5 separate regions of the Mus musculus genome follow, and all the other regions are linked to region 2. The links are chromatin contacts, called in public Hi-C and HiChIP or PLAC-seq maps. All regions are on one chromosome and are shown on one strand. The core of a region is the stretch at or near the end of the contact, and the rest is flanking DNA. Distances in the headings are between cores, read along the strand shown. Region 1 has its middle 9.8 kb from the start of Gm22521. Region 2 has its middle 120 kb from the start of 4930449C09Rik. Region 3 has its middle 45 kb from the start of Gm41333. Region 4 has its middle 40 kb from the start of Gm41333. Region 5 has its middle 32 kb from the start of Gm22521.

Region 1 (2,745 bases), core at 171-2,670, 800 kb after region 2:
ACAATGCTCCACACTTCTCATTTATAAAGCACTCCTAGACCTAATATGCATTGTACATCAGCCTAAAACAAACACTTTCTAAGGACCCTTGTCAGCTGGATGAACTACCATAGGAAAAAGAGTAAAGCACAGAAGACTCATCTATACTCCTACAGAGGGACATGAAAACACTCTGCCATTCGGTGGTATTTCTGTCTAGTAGTCTCAGTCTGGAAATCTGCTCTCTAAAGAAATTTCAAAAGTAGTTTCTCTTGAAAAGTAATTAGGGAGCCAGATTTTTTAATGCTTTCCATTTATTTGTAGAAAGAGAGTGTTTTTTTAGTTTACTTACTTATTATTATTTTTCAAACGTGCTCATTCCCAGTTTCCTCTCTGTAAACATCTCATTCCATCTTCACTTTCCTTTGCCTCTAATAGGGTACTCTCCCACCCACCTACCCAATCCTGCCTCACCTCTTTAGCACCCTCCTTCGATGGTACAACAGGCCTCCAGAAGACCAAGCATCTCTGCTCCTGTTGATGCCAGATAAGGCAATCCTCTCCTACATATGTAGTGGGAGCCATGGACTTACCCATGTATACTCTTTGCTTGGCTTGGTCCCTGGAGAGACCAGTTAGTTGATACTGTTTTTTTCCCCCTATAGGGTTGCAGTCCCCTTCAGCTCCTTCAGTCCTTCCATAACTTTATTTCTTATACAGTATGTCTGAAATATTTCTTCCATTTGAGGTATTGATTAACTACTTTTCAACATGAAAAAAAAAAACCTTAAATTCCTTAGATGTCAATCTTCTAAAGGTAACTTAAACATCACAGGCGGGGAGAGTTAGTATATTACTGAAGGCAATGCACTGAAGTTGGGGCTCAAGATACCCAACAGAAATGACTGTTCTGTTCCTAGCATCGCTTCGGTTCTATATTTTCGTCAGCTTCTGTACCAGTTTCCTATCAGATTCTTTTGTTTTTGATGAAAGCCAGCTTTGAAATTTTGCCATCCCAAATTACTTGGATACTTAACTGATTACTGAGAGGCAGTCAAATGGAAGTTGGTAATCTGTGCCAAATTACGAAGACAGTGATCAGAACTAGGGACACTCTCAGAACAAGGATGCTCCAAAGATCCAAAGAGCCGAGTTACCTTTTCTAGAGCTAAGGGTTTGGATTGATCATTTTCAAATGACTGAAGAAATGCTTTGTTTAAAAAGAAAAAAAAAAAACAGTAAATTGAGCATAAAGGTAGAATTTAGGTGTCCTTGTGAAACAAGAGAGACACCTGCTTTGGGAAAAACTGGAGAAAGAACCTCAAAGTCATAGGGAGGTTTAGAGCAAATGCTGTTTGGCATAGAATGGATGTGGTGAGTACCAACAGGCATGCTCCTACCTGTGGAATACAGACTGCTTGGCCACTTGGTGGAGGTGTTGGAGAAGGTATTATGTATCACCATAGAGTTGAGCTCTGTGACCTGACAGTGCCTTTGAACTCTGAAATATTATAAGCCTACAAATTTAAATCTAGTCTATTCTGGCTGAGGAGCTTTGCAGGGTAAGGTGGAACTTTCAGTAAAAGAAAAACAAAATCCAAAGAAATGGTCTTTAATACCAAAAGACTAGAATCACTGAATGTTGTAGCTAACACAGAACTTACCAGAGGTCTCCTCAACTGCCCCTCACTCTAAAAATGCTCATGCACAGGCCTTGAGAGTTTAAATGACCTAAGCAAACTGACATCATGTGGGAGTTCAGATTTCAAATGAGAGTTGAGATAAATATACATATGTTCCACAGAACTCTTCCAGGAAACTCTATTTTAAGAGAGCTGTAATAATCCACTCTTCCAATATTTTGTTTACATATAAAGCACACTTGGCTCTTTTTGTTCAATTTGTCAATGATTCATGATAATCAAAGGGTTGAAAAGCTCATTGGAAATTGTCTTTACGTCCAATGATACCTTTACGTTTCTGAGAAAAGTTTAGGAGCTTGTGCAAGCTTGTTTTTTCTCCTTCTGTAACAAGACAGTCTAAGAAAAACAAACTTAGTGGGTGGGTGAAAATATTTGTTTGATTTATACTTCCAGGGTATAGTCCATAATTGAGTAAAGTCAGGGTAGAAACTGAAGCCATAGAGGAGTACTACTTACTGGTTAAGTCTCTGGCTTCCTCATCTGCCTAAGGATAGTGCCATTCACTGTACTGGATTTTCTCATTCTGATTATTAACCAAGACAATCTGTCACAGATAAAACAACAGACTCACTCACCTGATGCAAGGAAATTCTTCAGTTTCAGCGTTTCAAGGTGAATTTAAGTGCTATTAATAAAAATAATAAACAATAAACTAAACAGGACAGGAGTGGATCAGTAAATTAGCAAGATTTTTAGAATGGCTCCAGACAATCATTCCTAAATTTGCCTGGAAAGACAATTTGTAGGGTCCTTAGGGGGGATTGAAATGAGCTTGAAGAATCTGATTACAGGTAACAGTCATCCTCTCTTGGCATACAGCCAACCTAAAAGCCTTTGAATAACTTCCCATACTCACAATGGGGTAGAGGATGGAGGCTGTACCAGCGATTTCTCATTGTGAGAGCTTTGAGAAAAGTTCCTACCACAAGCACCTTTGTGGATTTGTAAAACAGCCAAAAGCAATCCAAATAACCGTGATGGGATAATCCTGGAAATATCTTTAAAACACCAACTTTGAAATAAATTGAGAAGATTACACAGAGTCCTAAAAGTCTCCACACTA
Region 2 (2,700 bases), core at 174-2,673:
ACACATTACAAATGAAAGACTTCATGGATATGCTTTTGTCAGTAATACTTAAAATTGACTGGCAGATTGATGAAACATTTGACCCTTTGATTTATCCAAAATTTCAACCCAAATCTACTATCTTGATTCTTGGCTCTAGAAAATGTGGGAGATTATGAGATAGATAGAATTTTTCGCTGGCCTCCAGAAGCAGAAAGTCCATGTGTATAGATAGGTTTTTTTTTTTTATATCAAAACTTAACAAAATTTAAAAAAAGATGGAAAAGAATACATTGAGTGAGGGAAGCTCTAAGAAAAGGGTACCAAAGGTGCAGTGACCACACAGAGAATGAGTAGAAAGGCAACTGCAAATTCACTTTCAGTTTGTTATTACTTAATCCTCAATGTCTACTCAGGGGTGCCATTTTGGGGCATTTCTCATAGTCTCCTAACTATGTAAGATGCATGAGGACAGTGGCTGTGAATATCATGGCATCACTGTCTCCTTGATGCCTAACCACAGCTCATTCAGAATTCACACTTGCTAACTGACTGTGCATACAAGTGTAAACTAACTGTGAATGCAATGGTAAGTGATAGCATGAATATGGACAGGCTATACATTGGTGAAATGTTTAGGATTCTGGCCTACAGACTTGCTTCTGGAAAAGAGATTTTCTTTTTTAGTTTAAATGCCCTGAATTGTATGTAGCCACATTGGCACCTTTCAAAAGGTAAAGGATTCTTAGACTGTAAGCGTATATACAGTCAGAAAAACTTTCTCCAGCCTCACTGGATTTATAGGGTGAGAAGAGTTATGTGAATCTAGGCCAGAGGCCAAAGTTCCTCATTTCTTCCATCACTGGCAAATTAGGGCCTCAACAAGATATGAATACGTCTGACTTATAAAAATCTGCCCTTGAAATACCAACAGCCCAGAGTCTCTGCTTGCTCTGTTTTCTTCCCACAAGGTCCATGGCATCTGGCTGCTTCAGGCACAGGTCAGTCTCTTGATACAGGTACTTCCAGTATTACTCCACAAAGTCTGTCTCTGCTACTTTCTAGCTGTGTGGCCTCAGCTGGCTGGCGTTACCCTTTAGTGACAAGATGAAGCAGTGAGGACTTCTGATGTCCACCTCAGCTTGAGTGTCAAGAAAACTGAGATCTAATTCAGAGAGAAACCTTAGCTGGCATTGTGATTTATTAGTGGACACATCTGCGAGAGGAAATTTCTCCATCCTTCTAGAAAGCGAGTCTCATTTTCACGTTAGAGCACCAAGGGCAGAGGCTGTATTTTTCTCTGCCCCTATGATGCTTGGACAGTCAAACCCTCAACGAATGTCCTTTAGAGAGGGAGCTTTGTCTGTCTTAAGGTGCCAAGGTCTTGTCTACCGAAGACCCTGTAGGGACTGTCTGTCCCCTGGTGTCCTCTAGATGGCAAGCTCAGTCCAACTTTGGAGTAGTCAGTGCCTCAGGCTGGGCAATACCCTGTCACAGAGTCCTTTATTGGGAATCCAGTTTCATCCAACGCACAATCTTCAGAATGGCTTCAAGGCTCTGCAAATTTTAGGTATGCAGGTTGGATTCCTTCCTTTGCAGGGAGATGATGGGTGTGGCTCTATAAATCTCCCACCTCCCTGATAGAGATATCTGGTAAGAGACAGATTGGATGAAAGACATTGATGACAGCCTCATATGGACTTTCTCAGTTAAATCTCACCACAGCCTACAAAATAACTGGTGGAACTATTTTTCCTCTAGCAGTCACATTCATGTACGTGATCAAACAGCTATTTCTGCACAGCTGGCTTGCTATGCCACACTCACAAAGGTGTAAGTCTCTTGCCCCAGACAATTTCTGTCTTCTTAGTGTTTTACTCAAGAAGAGCAAAGGTCAAAAAAAAAAAAATCAAGGGGGACTATGATCATCTTAATTAATTTTTTTTAACATGTGAGATAATATGGAGGGGATAGTCAGCTTGAGTCAGTGGGGCTGCACTAGTCTGAGCAGTGAGGACCAGAGCCTGAAAGTTTTAACAGAATGGGGTTTTATGTGTCAATGGAATTCTGTCTCAGCTTCCAGAGAGTCTGGTTCACAAGACACAGTCCACGGCAGACATTATAGATGCTTTCTGGCTTGCGAAATGCTTGTCTGCAATTTCTCCAGAAGCAGACTACTACTCTCTTTCTCTCTCCCACATAGTTGAGAGTTGGCTCGTCCTTTCTGGAGAAAAGTAACTGGGGAAACCCATCAATCTTATATTTATACCATTCAATATACATTCATATCCATTTAGATCTATTTAACCTTAATTTCTCTTAAAATATTCCTTATACCCTTTTACATATTTTAAATCCATTCTGACAATGTGCATCTTCAGAACATTAGTTTACAATATATATCTTACTTTCTTTTTGTTTCAGTCTATGCTTTTCCTTGATATTTTATCTAATTCTTTCTTTTGCTTCAAGGATTCTGGAATTCTGAGCTCAGGTCCTCCTGTATATGCAGCAAGCATTTTACTCATTGAGCCATTTCTCCAGCCCTTCTATTTGAAAATTGTATTACTTTTTTCTCTTATGAAATTGTTTATTTTGTTATACATTTTATTTTATGTATGGAATAAAGATACCAATGCTTGGGCCATTTGATAAGCAGGATTTGTAAATTGTTCCCTAAAATTTCTTCTACATATCCATCAAATATATATTCTATGTATA
Region 3 (2,797 bases), core at 22-2,521, 890 kb after region 2:
CCGGCAACTGCTTCTACATTATCTGTCAGAAGTTGGCTTACCGTATGTTCCTAGAGAAAGCTTTCTAGTGGCCTGATTGGAACTTATGTGGGGGCACCGCATCTTGCAATGAGAATCTGACTCTTGCTTCTGTCCTTGCCACATGTATCTCCTCTAGCACGCCCTCTAAATGGTCCGAGCCTCACTCTCCTCATCTACAATGTACCTGTCTTAAGTTGATGAATAGAACTTCTAAAGCCTACAAAACTGACCAACATATATTACAAAACATATATTCAATTGACATTTACCCTTCCTGAGTGCTCTAATGCCTGTAACGGATTCTCTGATCCACTGAATCCACAGGATCTGGTACTGTCTTCCCCTACAGAGAAGGACGTACTGCAGAGAGACTCAACACAAGTCCTGACTATTTCACAGCCAGTACAAACTAACCCTAAGAGTAATGTCTTCAGACTAGCTTTCAAATGCTTTACAATGTATCACCCAGTCTTGACTCCTTCTGGTCTACAGGTATTTACTGTGTTATTTCTGTGATCACCTAGTCCCTGTGATGAAAGTAGTGATCCAGGTCCAGCTCCTGATTCCATTCCTTCATCTTCCCTTAGCAACAGTGAAGACAGTTACTTCAGTTTCTACAATAGAAGTTACTATAGAGCCTGACAAAGAGTACAAAGTACGTACTCACTGTAGTGTTGATGAATGGATCATTCTAATACAATATAGTTCAGGACTACTGTTGCTAGAATTATGGATGTTGGGCAAACAGACTGTATTCTTCAGGACACAGGTGTTGTCCAAAGCACGCACTTTAAAGTCACACATGCCAGTTTTAAATCCCAGTTCTGTATGATTCAGGCAGCTCTCTTAATCTTTCTGAACTTCAGTGTCTTTATTTCGAAAACACAGTCAACAATACTAGCCTTGAGGTGTTATTTTGAGGATTGAAAGTGCATGGCTTAGAAACTGGCACACAGGAGGTACCCAATCAATGGTGGCGATTATGTGGGGCTTCAGTGAGAGGGAGAGCATCCATCTAAACTGTGCAAGTATGGTAGGCATGTGGCTAGGGCATCTCCCCAGCCAGAATTATGGCTGGAATAGCCTGCTGGGTCCAGACACTCTGAACACAGAGTTCTTTCTCAGACTGGAGATCTTTGCTGGCCTTTCTTTCTCCATGGAACTTGGGAGGAAGAACAGGTCCTGGCCTTGCAAACTGCTATGTTTCTGTGGCTGAGTCATGTTGACCAGCTCCCAGAACAACTTGTGCCTGTGTTGTTAAAGCACAGAGGTCCTCAGGCGCCATGAAAGCCAGGCCTGCCTTTTTATCCGCCTGCCTACAAAGGCCAGGATCCCACACGTGGGACAGAATGTAAACACACTCCCCAAACCTCTATTTGCTCTCAAATTGGCCAATGTTTCCTGTCCACCCCTCAAACAGACTCCCACCTTCTATTCAGCTTCAAAGACTAAAAATGCAAATGAGAGAAGTCTTCAGGGGTGACTGGGACAGAGAAATTTTGAGCTATTTCCTGCGATTTTCAAGATTATTTCTTATAATTTTAGCAAAACATAAATAATATATATATACATACATATATATTTGCTTGGAAAAGCAGGGAAACATTAACATTGTATTAGTAATCGTATAAAATAGGACAGGAACCTAAAAATCACGTAAATAAACAATGGAAGGAGGCTTGTCATGTCAACAGGAAAGTGAATAGGGAAACTCATGACACAGGCATGTGTTGAAATATTCACAACTCCCAAGCCTGTTAGTTTTAATGACATGAGAAAGCTGGTTAACAGCTGGGAGTAGTGGCACACACCTTTGATCCCAGCACTCAGGAGGTAGAGGCAGATTGATCTCTGAGAGTCCCAGGCCAGCCTGATCTAGGAAGTGAATTGCAGCGCAATCAGAACCACATAGTGAGACTCTCTCATGAAAAATAAATACAAATAAATACATGAATTAATAATAAAAATAACAAACTGTTTATAACACATGAAAAAGTTTATGAAATTGAGCTTAGTGCAATTTTAATTATTAAGTACATGTGAAATATACTGCAAGATCATAGAGTTCTCTAGGGATTTTCATGTGTGTGTATGTGTGTACATATGTGTATATATATATATATATATATATATATATATATGCAAACATGCTTGTACAATAAATGATAAAGCTTGCTCATGTTAGAGCATGCTTTAAAATACAATAGCGTCACATTCAGGCTTTTTTTTTTTAAAGGAAGCTCTAAAACATGCAAACTTAATAAGAACCTGGATAATAAAGATTTTTCCTTCCTAAGTCTCCCAGATATAGGCATCATGTAGTCAACTAAACCAGAAGGAAGGTGAGTCAAGAGAGATGCATTAGCTGCAAAATTGGGGAAGGATATCATATAAAAAAAATTATAAAACTATTCCAGATTCTTAGTTATCCCACTAGCTCTGTCCCTAAACACTGTTGATCGTGACTAGCCTATCATTGCCCTCTGCTCCCCAGTCCATGCACTTGTAAGAAGGGGTTAATCACTCCTCCACCCATCTGTTGACTTATTCAAACACTTTCTCGGGGATCAGAGAAAAAGCACTGGCTGAAACAGATACTTGTCATGCCTTCTGGGTACTTGTGCTCTTTTATATTAAAAAAAAAAATCAAACACATAGGCTAGTGTTAGGAACATGAGGAACAATGGACAAGGTCAGAAGGTAGCATGAGCGTCAAGGTCCTTAGAGATGGCATCAGTAGGTAGGTCATTAGGTGAGAAAGAAAGTCCTACTGGTA
Region 4 (2,700 bases), core at 138-2,637, 970 kb after region 2:
AAACATGGAAAGCAAGTTCTTTCTCCTTGATTTCATTTGCCTTGCCTTTGCCCTTTAGATTTTTATCCTTTATTTACCTGATCACGTTCTCTTTTGCTGGTCAACTCTCTGCTCCACTGATGCCCACCACAGAGGTCTATCTTTAAGCTTCTTATCTTGCTTATTTAATTCATATGCTTATTTTTTCTCCTGCAAATAAATCAACAGATCCATGAAAGAGATTTCCCTCTCATTGCATTGTATCTGCAAAAGGTTAGCTAGAACAATGTCTGAAATATAGGCAATTATAAATACACTTTTACTAAATAAGAGAAATATCCATATGTACTTAAGATGGGGCCCAAAGAAACTAGTCTGCACAAATACAGAAATTAATATTAAGAGGGAAAGAAATTAAATATGTAAAACCTAGCTCTAAATTAAAACTTAGTAAAGGTGACATGGAGGCACATTTACAGGTACTATAGACAAAACAAGAGACACTTGTGCTTGGTGGTACACATCTATAATTCCAGCAGTTAGTAGGTGATAGAGGCAGGAGAATCAAGGGTAAATGATCATCATCAGGCTACAGTTTAAGGAATGGGTAGATCCTGGGCCTCTTGAAGCCCTATGTTTAAAAGAAACTATAGTAAGGGATGTGTAAGAATCAGGAGGCAGAATGGACAACTTGGCTGTGTTTTTCCACAGAGACTATCCCAGGGGGTTTCGTAAACCTCTAGCATAAAGATAACTTTACCACACATGACAGAAACTGAGCAGCATTTTAGATGGAAGGCAAGGGGCTCCATGGAAGATGGGGATCCTAGCAGGAAGAGGATGCTTCAAGACCATTAACAGAGTGTGATGTGATAAATGCATCCCTGACTTTTCTCAAGAACTGAACTCCATGACTCAGCCCTGTAGCATTTCTTTTATTTGGTAAGAAACAAACTTCTCTCTGGAAGATCTCAGTAGAATGGCCAATAAAAATAACAGGAAGCATTCTGTTCCATAACTGAATCTTCATGTGTCATAAGGACATTTGTCACTCCTGCACACAGCTCACTGCTGCTAACTCCAGATGTCCAGGAAGTCCAGTCAATCTTATGGAGAATTAAGCAGTGATAAGTTCCTACAGTTGTCTTTGTCTAGACTTCAATATTGATCATGGAGCAGACAAATTGGAGGAACGAGGTAGAGAGGCCTTCTCATGTCTTACATGTTAAGTGCAAATACTCAGCAGAAAGTGACCTTTAATGAATGCAAATCTACTTTATAAGGTATCACATCTGTGACTCTTCAAAGTGTGTGCTAATGGGCAGCTAGATGTCCCTTTCTCTGTTTCCTCTGATTCACTTAGGGAAACTCCTGTGAGCCCACTAAGTGGTTTTATACGTTTCTCATTGATATTTACTTGACAAGTGCTTGTCAGGGTCAGCCATTTGTCTTGGTGTTATAAGAGTGTAAAGGGTTAAAGCAGCAAACGTGGCTCATGATAAACAAGAACAACAAAAATCTTCATATTCCTGACAGCTGTGACTGTCAAGCCCAACACACTAGAGGAAATTAAGTTAAGAGGAAATTAAGAGGAGTCACTATGGTAGGGTAACTAAAGTATCACCATGTACCCAGTGCCCACTTATGCCTGTATATTTGAATTCCCTCTGACTAAATCTTATTACCTGTATGATAAAATTAATACTTTGCCTATTTTATAAAAGCTATATAGACATTGACCGTATGTTGGCATTTAACAACAAATATATATTTATTAAGAACTATTTACCAAATATCTAATTCAATGTAAAGCTTTTGAGACTAACAAAGGCCACAAGAAAGAATGTGGCAAGAGTTATGTTCTCAGATTTTTACAGTCATTCCCCATTTTTAAGAACAAGGGATTCTTATTTGGTTAAAATGTCTGGACTTGTAAGACCTTAGAGATCTTAAGTCTAATTGCCCAGAGAAAAACATTATCATTTCTTCAGCAAATACATAACTGATTATTCAGTCTTTCTTCTCAAATAAGTTTTTGAGTTTTCTTGACATTCAGAGATGTTAGTTCATAAGACTTTGAAGCATCCATGGGGGATTGTTTCTAGAATACTCTATAGGTTCCCAGGCCATACATTCAAATCTCCTACACACACACACACACACACACACACACACACACACACACACACACACTATGAACATCTACATATACTCTTCATATTCTCTTTCAAACTTAAAATATCTCTAGATTATATATAATACTAATGTAACAAAAATGATATACAAATATTTGTGACATTTCATTAAGAAATGTGAGACTCAAGTAGACCAATGGAACAGAATTGAAGACCCAGAGATGAACCCACACACCTATGGTCACTTGATCTTTGACAAGGGAGCTAAAACCATCCAGTGGAAAAAAGACAGCATTTTCAACAAATGGTGCTGGCACAACTGGCGGTTATCATGTAGAACAATGCAAATTGATCCATTTCTATCTCCCTTGTACTAAGGTCAAATCTAAGTGGATTAAGGAACTCCACATAAAACCAGAGACACTGAAACTTATAGAGGAGAAAGTAGGGAAAAGCCTCAAAGATATGGGTACAGGGGAAAAATTCCTGAATAGAACAGCAATGGCTTGTGCTGTAAGATCGAGAATCGATAAATGGGACCTCATAAAATTGCAAAGCTTCTGCAAAGCAAAAGACGCCGTCAATA
Region 5 (2,700 bases), core at 52-2,551, 780 kb after region 2:
ATTCCACAGTGATATTTTGCAGCAGGATTTCTTACTGAACTTGGATTAGCTAGACTTGCTGAATAGTGAGTGCCTAAATTCATGTCCTCATGGATCTCTTGTTCATGGGTACTACAGAACTAAATTTACATAGTCATGCTTAGGAGGCAGGTACTTTACTAACTGTGCCGTCTCCACAGGTCTTACTCCATTGTTATAATGAGGTAGTTTATAGTGTCAACTTGAACTACTGCAAAGCCAGTCTTTAAATATATTTTCTGCTTTTTCTACTTAGAGAGCCATCTATGGATATATAGAAATATGAGTAGTGGAATAGAGAAATGGACAAAGTCCATGGGGAAGTAGGCATGTGTGTGTGTGTGTGTGTGTGTGTGTGTGTGTGTGTGTGTGTGTGTGTTAAGTCTCTCATATGCCTGTTACATAACTTAAAGCTAGACACTTGGAGATAAGGCTGAGCACTAGTCTTAACTAAAGGGAACTCTTACTGGTGATGTAGGGCTGCCCTTATATTAAGCATATCATTACTTGTCAATTTCCTTTCACTGATTTTCAAATAGCACAAGAAGGAGGCAGGAATATTTGGTGCCAGCTAGAGATCTCCAGTGCTCATCTCTCCATCTGTTGGACAGCTGGACAAGGTAACAGCTGCCCATTAAAGCTCCCTTGCTTGGCATGATTACATCTACTGGCACCCAAAGCCATGTGCCAGCTGGCTCCTACTCTTGTTGAATAGACCTTATTTGGGCAGAGTATGTCTCCAGTTGTTATACAATACAGTCAGGACCCTCATTTCACTTCAAAATACCAGGCTTAACATCAAAACAAGAGAATGAATCAGAGTTGTTGCTGAGGAAAGTTTACTTGGGGTGGTGATTATCAGATGCAGCTAGACACTAGTCCCACATTTTCCATCTCTCACTTGGAAGGTTAAACTTTCTCTGCAGAGGAAACAGCACCTTTTTGATGTTCCCTGCAAGTGAATGAATGTCAGGGAAAGGGCCCTTTCCTTTTAGTGTGAACTGCTTCTGAAGGCACTGAAGGTCTTCTAGCGCTGGAGAAATCTCAAGAAAGGAAGTCTCTGTAGTCATTTGTTGTTCAGCTCTGAATTATCCAAAGCACTTGAATGTGGTACTTTGCCGAACTCTAGTGAGACTACGTGCAAATGAGGTTTCAAACGTTTCCAAAAAAATAAAATTAGATCACAATTGGTAACAATTTCCATCACCTAGAGAGCTAGGCAGTGGAAGAATAGGCCATCGTTTTGTACATGCGCATGTGGTAGCTTTCTGGGAAGAACATAAGAATCATCCTTTATAACCCACATAAAACACTTGTCTCCGTTTCTGTTCTTTCATTCTGCCCTGTTTCCTACCTTCATGACTCAGACCTTTTCCTGCTCCAAATGTATTGTACAGAGATGAACTTGACTAATAAACAACACATATTACAGGACAGTGCATGAAAAGAGATTGAGACAACATGTTATGGAAATTATTATCCTGAGAAGCCATAAAAATCCACACGCATCCATCCTGTGATAACTATGTGCTAAGTCACTGGGGAAGTATACTGTGTTTTCTTTATGAAACTGAACCGCTTTGAAGCCAAGGAAATAACTTCACCACATCTAACTCATAAGCAATTCTTTTGCCATACAATACATTTGGCCTGAATTAGCCTCCTAGGGCTGCTAGTCAACAAATGGTTTAAAAATAGACAGGCTTTGTCTCACAGTTAGATGTGTTCAGTGTCTAAGGTGTAGGTGTCAGCAATGTTAGATGTTCTGAGGACTGTGCAGCAACTTTGGCTCCACTTTTCTCCCTGAAATTCCTCTGGTTTTACTGATTATATATATGTATGTGTATATGTACATATACATATATACACATGCATTCATATACATATACATGTATATATTTAAAATTCCTTTGCCTGTGGATGCCACCTTCTTACAGGTTGAAAGTATTTAGAAGTTAGGAGAGAATAGAAAAACTCATCTTATTCAAAAACATTGTGTGGTGATCATATCCTCTTTTGACTCTATTTTTTTTTTCATGAAACTAAAATACAGCCTCACTGGCTCAGAGTGAAAGTGGAGTGTGGTAAGGATGTTTCTGTAAGCAGCCATGTATAAAGACAGAGAATTTTAAAGAGAGAAGGAAATAAGGAGGAAGTGTAAGAGATAATTGATTCAAAGAAAGGAAAATACTTAGCACTGGTGAGAAGGTAGTAGGAAGGTGGGTAGTTGTTTACCACATGCTTCTTTGAGTTACATGTGGCTGTAATACATGACAGAAATACAATTCAGAAAATGCTATTTCCTAGAAATGCACTTGGCCTTTCCTCTGCAGGGGTGTGAGAGAGAGCACCAGATGTTAGGGTTTGTCTACCCTAGTGTTCATGCATTGGTCTTCACCACTGTCCCTGGAAAGGAAATTATGGTAGATGAGGTAATCAAAGAGGAAGTGGAGTTGTATTTGGTCTGTGACACTCTCGAATGCCCATTGTTATTCTGTGACCTGATCTCAGAAACCTATCTGTGAACCTGTTGACCAAAGCAAGAGGGCTTAAGATGTCCACTATGCCCCATTTAGAGGCACATTACCAGCCAATATGCCCTCTTCAAGTAGGGACACATTGACATTAACTTTTAAAATGTATCTCCTCTGTTATTCTAGTCTTGATGCTAAAGATGTCCAC

Evidence for each region. Hi-C and Micro-C count contacts between places; a contact is called where the count stands out from the background. HiChIP or PLAC-seq counts read pairs in DNA pulled down with a chosen protein or histone mark.
Region 1: a Hi-C map of the N1E-115 cell line shows a contact between it and region 2, with 10 times the contacts expected there. The contact joins two enhancer-like sites. A contact is called at or near these places in 2 of 39 promoter capture datasets (the 3T3-L1 cell line and the HPC-7 cell line), 2 of 15 datasets of contacts at CTCF or cohesin (large pre-B cells and pro-B cells), 14 of 484 Hi-C or Micro-C datasets (the 63-12 cell line, B cells, the Ba/F3 cell line and 10 more) and 5 of 115 datasets of contacts at active chromatin or transcription factors (the 230-238 cell line, CD8 T cells, T-cell acute lymphoblastic leukemia and 2 more).
Region 3: a contact with region 2 is called in a Hi-C map of uterus, with 2.2 times the contacts expected there. The contact joins two enhancer-like sites. A contact is called at or near these places in 1 of 15 datasets of contacts at CTCF or cohesin (large pre-B cells), 2 of 484 Hi-C or Micro-C datasets (the N1E-115 cell line and uterus) and 1 of 115 datasets of contacts at active chromatin or transcription factors (acute myeloid leukemia).
Region 4: a Hi-C map of the N1E-115 cell line shows a contact between it and region 2, with 2.7 times the contacts expected there. The contact joins two enhancer-like sites. A contact is called at or near these places in 2 of 484 Hi-C or Micro-C datasets (the N1E-115 cell line and uterus).
Region 5: a contact with region 2 is called in an H3K27ac HiChIP or PLAC-seq map of T-cell acute lymphoblastic leukemia, with 8 times the contacts expected there. The contact joins two enhancer-like sites. A contact is called at or near these places in 1 of 15 datasets of contacts at CTCF or cohesin (large pre-B cells), 12 of 484 Hi-C or Micro-C datasets (the 63-12 cell line, B cells, the G1E-ER4 cell line and 8 more) and 5 of 115 datasets of contacts at active chromatin or transcription factors (the 230-238 cell line, CD8 T cells, T-cell acute lymphoblastic leukemia and 1 more).

Annotation. Positions count from the first base shown.
Region 1 is chr15:62,801,641-62,804,385 of GRCm38.p6, reverse strand. No RefSeq gene overlaps it. Among named protein-coding and RNA genes, the nearest start is that of Gm22521, 9.8 kb to the right of the region's middle. Within about 2 kb of position 1,420, at least 12 of the 459 cell types and tissues checked have an H3K27ac peak or open chromatin away from gene starts, as enhancers often do. A contact at or near this core is called in the N1E-115 cell line, where this site is marked.
Region 2 is chr15:63,600,469-63,603,168 of GRCm38.p6, reverse strand. No RefSeq gene overlaps it. Among named protein-coding and RNA genes, the nearest start is that of 4930449C09Rik, 120 kb to the left of the region's middle. Within about 2 kb of position 1,423, at least 38 of the 459 cell types and tissues checked have an H3K27ac peak or open chromatin away from gene starts, as enhancers often do. A contact at or near this core is called in the 63-12 cell line, the N1E-115 cell line, T-cell acute lymphoblastic leukemia and 2 more, where this site is marked.
Region 3 is chr15:62,712,960-62,715,756 of GRCm38.p6, reverse strand. No RefSeq gene overlaps it. Among named protein-coding and RNA genes, the nearest start is that of Gm41333, 45 kb to the right of the region's middle. Within about 2 kb of position 1,271, at least 8 of the 459 cell types and tissues checked have an H3K27ac peak or open chromatin away from gene starts, as enhancers often do. A contact at or near this core is called in uterus, where this site is marked.
Region 4 is chr15:62,627,453-62,630,152 of GRCm38.p6, reverse strand. No RefSeq gene overlaps it. Among named protein-coding and RNA genes, the nearest start is that of Gm41333, 40 kb to the left of the region's middle. Within about 2 kb of position 1,387, at least 10 of the 459 cell types and tissues checked have an H3K27ac peak or open chromatin away from gene starts, as enhancers often do. A contact at or near this core is called in the N1E-115 cell line, where this site is marked.
Region 5 is chr15:62,823,767-62,826,466 of GRCm38.p6, reverse strand. No RefSeq gene overlaps it. Among named protein-coding and RNA genes, the nearest start is that of Gm22521, 32 kb to the right of the region's middle. Within about 2 kb of position 1,301, at least 41 of the 459 cell types and tissues checked have an H3K27ac peak or open chromatin away from gene starts, as enhancers often do. A contact at or near this core is called in the 63-12 cell line, T-cell acute lymphoblastic leukemia and muscle stem cells, where this site is marked.